Regions from separate parts of the Anser cygnoides genome. Here region 1 is linked to region 2. The links are chromatin contacts, called in public Hi-C maps. All regions are on one chromosome and are shown on one strand. Each heading gives the region's core, a stretch centred on a gene start, on an enhancer-like site or on the middle of the called end of the contact. The rest is flanking DNA. Distances are from core to core; before and after follow the strand shown.

Region 1 (2,810 bases), core at 234-2,733, 140 kb before region 2:
TCGCGCCCTTCGCAGCAATGCGGCGGCCGCAGACAAAGGGGCCGCCTGAGGGGGCCGCCGCCATCTTGGGCCCGGCCTGGCCCGGCCCGGCCCGTTCCCGGCCCCTCGCCCCTTCCCTCATCGTCGGGGCCGTCCCCGCGTGTCCCCGCCGCCCCTTCATCCCCGGTGCCCGGCGGTCGCCCTGTGGGGCGGGAGAGCCTCGTTACTGGTTCCAAAGCACAAACATTTTAATTAAATAAAAATAAAAATGAAAAATGAAAACTTCTCTGTTTTGCACTGAAGTGGTTAAGGGCCCAGACTGGGGGGTTCTAACGTGAAAATGTCTCTGCGTTAAAGGCTTCCCACAGGGCCCTAACTGAGGTGAACATGCACTTGTGCATGGGACTGCATTGGTTTGAAAAGCGCTACCAGTTTCCCAGCTTTTCCTCCCAAAGCTGCAGTTTTGCCTCAAAACCGCCACCGTGCATTGCGGAGGCCGCCACGTCCCTCCCCTGCAGCTCGCAGTGCCCGGCCTCCCTCCTTCCCCCCGACACCGCCACGGCCGCGGGCGTCCTCGGCGCAGGGCAGCACGGGATCAGTGACACCGGGGGTGTTCGCCCCCCGGCACCGTCACCGGTTTCCTACCTGAGCATGGAAATGGAAAGAGTCAAAAATAAACCACAGCAAAATGCAAAGTTTTCTGCCCACCATGGTTCCGAAAAGCAGCGTTTGCCCGCTCCCTGCTCTCAGCGGGGCTGTTCCTCTCTGCTTTGTTATCACACCGACTGGGCCCCGCAGTTTGTTTTGTACACAGCCGGGTGTAGTAATTACGAGATGCAGAGGAATCTCGGTATTGCTCTCTGCCCCAATCTCTGCTGCCGTACGCGCTATTTTAGTTAGTTTAGTTGTTGCTGTTTCGTTCCTCCTCAGCAGCAGCACGCCGTCTGCGGGCTCGGTGCTGCGGCACTACAGCACCGGGGCTGTGCCGAGCTCAGCGCCAGCAGGGACAGCACCACCGCCGGGGTGCTCAAAACACGTAAAAATACAACACTGATGAGACATCAATCTAGTAGTAGTAGCATTTTCTTACTGGCAAAACTGTGAAAAAAACTAATTAACTTCCCAGTCCTGAGAGCGGAATACGAACGTTAAGTAATTATAATAATATGCGTCATATATACGATCTACTGGTAATGAAATGCACGTGGTACACTCTGCAGTAAAACGAGAAGAAAAGGTTCAACATTTGGAAAATATTAGTGCAATATTTAAAACCGAGATGAAACTCTGAATAGTCAGATAAAGTAGTACAATATTTTGTGCAAATAAAATGAGCGCTTCCCAATTTGAAGGGAGTCTGAGTTACTGAACAAGCCCGGGTTACCTTTCGATTCTGGCCAATTTTGCGTGGGGCTGCGTGGTTTTTGCCTGTGCACCAGCCGTGGCCCGGAGGAGCGAGGAGGGTGGGCTCGTGAGCCGCATGAGACCGCAAATTGATTTTTGCCCTTCAAGAGGGGAAGATGACAGCGCAGCCCTGAGCTCCCATCCCCAGCACGGCATTCTGATTAAATTAGGGACACGTTAACATAAGCATTTCTGGTCCGTGATAAGGGCGGATAAAGTGACCTTGACACATGGAGCTGTTTCCCTGCGCTGCTTCAGGGGTGTTTTAGTTCTAGCAGGACCAAAGGCTGTGGGGACGGCGTATGGGGACTGCAGCTCTCCCCATGGGACTGGTGTATGGGGCTTGCAGCTCTCCCCATGGGACTGGTGTATGGGGACTGCAGCTCTCCCCATGGGACTGGTGTATGGGGACTGCAGCTCTCCCCAGCAGAGGCTGGATCTGTCCACAAAAAGCAGGGGGCATAATGCTTTGGGTGCACATCAATGCCCTTCCTTTGACACCGACAGAGTTGCTCTATTAACCAAGATCGCCCGCGCTGCCCCCCGCTGCCGCCCCAGTTCTGCTGCTCTCGGGAGGTTTCGCGTGCTCCAGATCTGCTCGTTCCCCGTCTGACCCAGGGCGTTAGGCGCAGCGTCTGGCGCTGCAGGCTGCGGGCAGCTGCCCCTGCTCCGAGCCGGCGGTCGTGCCCAGCACCACGGGCCCCAGGATGGACCCAGGACAGGGAAACCTCGACACACACCGCAGGGCTACCTACGGCTGAAACCGGCGCTGGGAGTAGTAGCTCAGTAAATACCTCGCCCGGCAGATTTCGCAGGTTGTTAGGGCAGTTAATTGGGCGTAACGCCTGCTTTGCCTCCCTGGAGCAAACCTCCCTGCAGCAGAGGCTGGCACCGGCCCTGCTCGATGGGACAACGAGGGAACGATGCAGCGAGGAAGCCATGCAGCAAGGGAACCGCGCGGCACTAACATGTGCAGCGCCCTGCAGAAGGGCTGCACGCCTGAGCCGCCTGCACAGGCTCAGGCTCCTGCGCCCGAGCCCATTTTCCGTCGCCTTTGGGTGCCCGACGAGAAGGGACGGCGGTGCTCGTGGTGACCTAATATGGTGAAAGCGCCGTGGCTTCGTCAAGGACTCCAAATAGGCGGCTCGGACTACGTGCTCCTCAAAGCGGAGGCCGTGCCTTCACGTCTGTAGGCTGTGGTGTGCGATCATCGCTCAGTCATAAATCACAGGAGGCCGGAGGGACTGCGGGGATCAGCTCGGCTGTTGAATCATGCAACCCCGCTCCTGACAGATGTTTGTCTCACCCTTTTTGTTGTTGTTGTTGTTAAAAATAAAAAAATAAAAAAGAGCCTCCAGTGACAGAGATTACGGTACCAAACATGGTATAAATGATAATATTTTTTTCCCGAAGGCAGCACACCAGCC
Region 2 (3,087 bases), core at 118-2,617:
CCTATGGATCCCGGGTACAAGAACGGCCTTGTGGCTTGTCCTCGTTAAAAACAACCCAAAAACAACCCAGAAACCACCCACGTGTTTTCTGTCACGCAGCAATTTGAAGACATGTTACGGAAAAGACCATATCTGTATTTTAGCTTTGCCCCCTCTCTGCCAGCCATCGTTAGCACTGGGGAAGTGTTTTACTGCAGGGGGACGGAGGAGGACTGGAGAAAAGCGTCGCGGCTCGATTGCACGCTGCTGAAACGTTTCAAGCTCACCGAGAAACTCTTATCTCGAGTGCCCAGGGCTGAAGCTTTGGGCGGAGTGTTCCTAAACCAAGAGGAAATGGCTGGGCTCAGAGCTGCCTTCGTGTGCCCGTGCTGGGGGAGCTGGCACCAGAACTAAGGGAGAGGTGTTCGGTGCGTCGTCTCCGTGCGTTAGTTCTGAAGCGGGCACGGAGGGAAGAGCTACCACATAGTTAAATATTTGCAGGAGTTAGCAGACAAAACACGCTTGCTTAATTTGTGATGGAGTTGTGAAATACCTTTAAAAATAGTTGGGGTAGTCCATTGTGCTTTCTCACAACCATCTCCCGAGAATTCACGGCCTTTTTAGATCGGGGAAACAAAGCCCTGCCTCTGAAAGCTCGGAGCTCCAATTCTTGTGACTCGTGGACGCGTTTTTCTCAGCCTAACTCATTCATAGCACTTAAAACAGTGAACACCCTTCTCCTAGCTCCGTACTAGGGATTGTGTTTCTGCTGGGGGGAGCTGGCTCGCCAGCCAGATGCGACTGCTCATTTCCCATGGAAGTCACAGCGAGATGGGGTAAAGGGAGAACAATGCAAGGAGGAAGAAAGTGGACTAAGATCAAGCCTCGGTGCAGTTGTCAGCAGCTTCACGGAGTGAGTCCATCTCCTGCTCCATCCCAGTGTTCTCACGCACGGTGTACTCTTACGTTAACGGGTTTAGGTACGTCACCTAGAGAAAGGAGAAAATCGGGCAGTGAGGTGAGCAAGAGGAGAGAGGGGCAGGAGCTGTGTGAGCTCAGTCCGGAGCAAGGTGATTTATTGCCCCGTGCAGCCCCTGGCCCCGCCTGGACTGGTCCTCGCAGCGTATCCTCAGCTGTGGGGTCTGTTTTCCATTGCCCCAGACCGCTGGGTCTCTGTCCTTTTCCTTGTAACACCTGAGGCGAAAAGCCGCGTGCCAAAGCCGCGTTGCTGAATCGGGACGGCAGGGGTTTCTGTTCGCAAGATGACACGAAGCAAAACCAGAGCTACCCGAACTTCCCACTGCCGCAGCTGCGCGTCCCCCGATCCTGCAGGATCCGGACCTTCTATTGCCTAAGAAGAAACTTTGGTATTGAGCTCAGATTTGTAGGTGGAGATGTTTCACCTGCTCTCCAGATTTGTTGGCACTGAAAATAGCTCTTCCGTCCAGCTTCCTTCTGGTAATTCTGACTCAGGCTTCCAGTAATGGAGGGTGTTTTTTTCTTTCTTCTTTTTTTTTTTTTCTCTTTAATTTTAAAAAAAGGAAATAATCAGAGTGTTTATGCTTAAGAACTTCCCATTTTTCACTTCTGCCTGTGGAGCATAGGTCTCTTCAAGTCTGGCGCTCTTGACAGGCTATAAAGTTGAAGCAGTGCCGCTTTTGGAGCCGCTGATTGCTTTGGATGCCATGAGCTGCTGGCTTGACCTTGCTCGCTGTCGGGAAATTCCAGGGCGATTTTGTTTGTGTGGGGGCAGACAAAGGCTCTCCTCAATTGTGCCTTCCCGGCTCGGAGCGGCTTGGGCGCTGCGAGCGGCTGCGGTGCGGCGGGCTGGCCGGACCCGGGCAATCATTAACCCGGCGCAGCAGCTGGCGCCTGCGGGCACCGGCACCCGCCCCGAGCACGACGGCCGCGGCGGCAGCCTGGCGCTGCTCTGCTGGGCCCCGGCGCCCTTTGGGACCCGGGCTTCGCGGCCAGGATCTGCGCTGCGGAGGTGCTGGGCCCCGCAGGTGTGAGGTGAACCCCCCGTGCAAGCGGTGGTGGTGGCAGCAGCGGTCCTTAACCTCGCAGAGCCAGTGCTGAGCCACGGGCCGCCCTCTGGTGCGGCTGCTTCATTACTTCAAACAGCATTTTTAATGTTAAAAACACAATTGCAAAACCGGTAAGTAAATGCTTGCCTCGAGGGCAGTTTGTAAGAAGGTTGTAAAATGTCGGGGTTCTGATGTAACGCCCGGTCCGCTCCCAGGGGCGGCTTTGGGTTGCAGCCCTGTTCAGTCCTCCCCACCGCCCCTGCTTGGGTCTCCTCGGCCGTACTTCAGTCTCCCCGTTTGCTCCCCGCAGTGGTGCTTTTTCTCTCCCGTTAGCAAGCCCAGCCCCGTGCTCTCGCTGGGACTCACCAGTTCAGAACGAAACGTGTGCAATGGCAGCGGGAGTCTGCACGGCTCCTTTTGTCGGGGACCTGCCCTTCAGGGAGCGCAGAGCACTGCAGTGCAGAGCTGCCCGCGGAGCAGCTGGGGCCCGGTGGCTAACGTAACTGCTCCGGTGCAGAGCAAACCCAGCGCTCCCATAGCAAACTTGCATCAGGTCTTGACAGGCTTTGTAAGAGTCCTTTGAAAGTGGCGGTGTTTGCACAGGTAACCTGTTGGTGCGAGTGTGAGCGGCCTGAAAGGTGGGCTTCTGCCTGAGGTCCCCAGTTGGAAGGCAGAGTGGAGTGTTTGGGGTGACCTGTCTTAATGCCAGCAGTTGTTACAGCTCTGGCAGAAGGGCTCCTGTCCCAGTCGTGTTCACGCTGCGGGAGGACACGCGTCTCTGCAGGCTTTCATCTCACACAGAAACACACAAAATGTTCATGCTTCTTGCAGGAATGCTTTTACCTTCGTCAGTTATTCCCTGTGTTTGTGTTGACGAAGGCATGTGGGGCGTTTGCAAGATTTATTAGTTTCCAGAATTACTCCCCAGGGCTTGTCATTCACAAACAGAAAGTATTAAAGCATTGACGTCACCGGAGTGTAAGGTCTGAGCACAGAGCACAAGTGTCCTCGCTGTTGTTGTGTTTTCGTGCTTTAATTTGCTGGAGCTGAGGCTGGAGGGCTGGAGGTTACGGCTGCTCTC

The links. A called contact is a pair of places that touch in the nucleus more often than the background predicts.
Region 1: a contact with region 2 is called in a Hi-C map of liver, with 5 times the contacts expected there. The contact joins the promoter of CIRBP here to the enhancer-like site in region 2. A contact is called at or near these places in 3 of 7 Hi-C or Micro-C datasets (granulosa cells and liver).

The regions. Positions count from the first base shown.
Region 1 is chr27:875,289-878,098 of Taihu_goose_T2T_genome, reverse strand. CIRBP (cold inducible RNA binding protein) reads right to left here and starts at 1,483. Exons shown (of 6, transcript XM_048051980.2): 1 at 1,364-1,483.
Region 2 is chr27:732,996-736,082 of Taihu_goose_T2T_genome, reverse strand. All of the region lies in intron 5 of SBNO2 (strawberry notch homolog 2), which reads left to right. Among named protein-coding and RNA genes, the nearest start is that of GPX4, 24 kb to the right of the region's middle. Within about 2 kb of position 1,367, at least 2 of the 3 cell types and tissues checked have open chromatin away from gene starts, as enhancers often do. A contact at or near this core is called in liver, where this site is marked.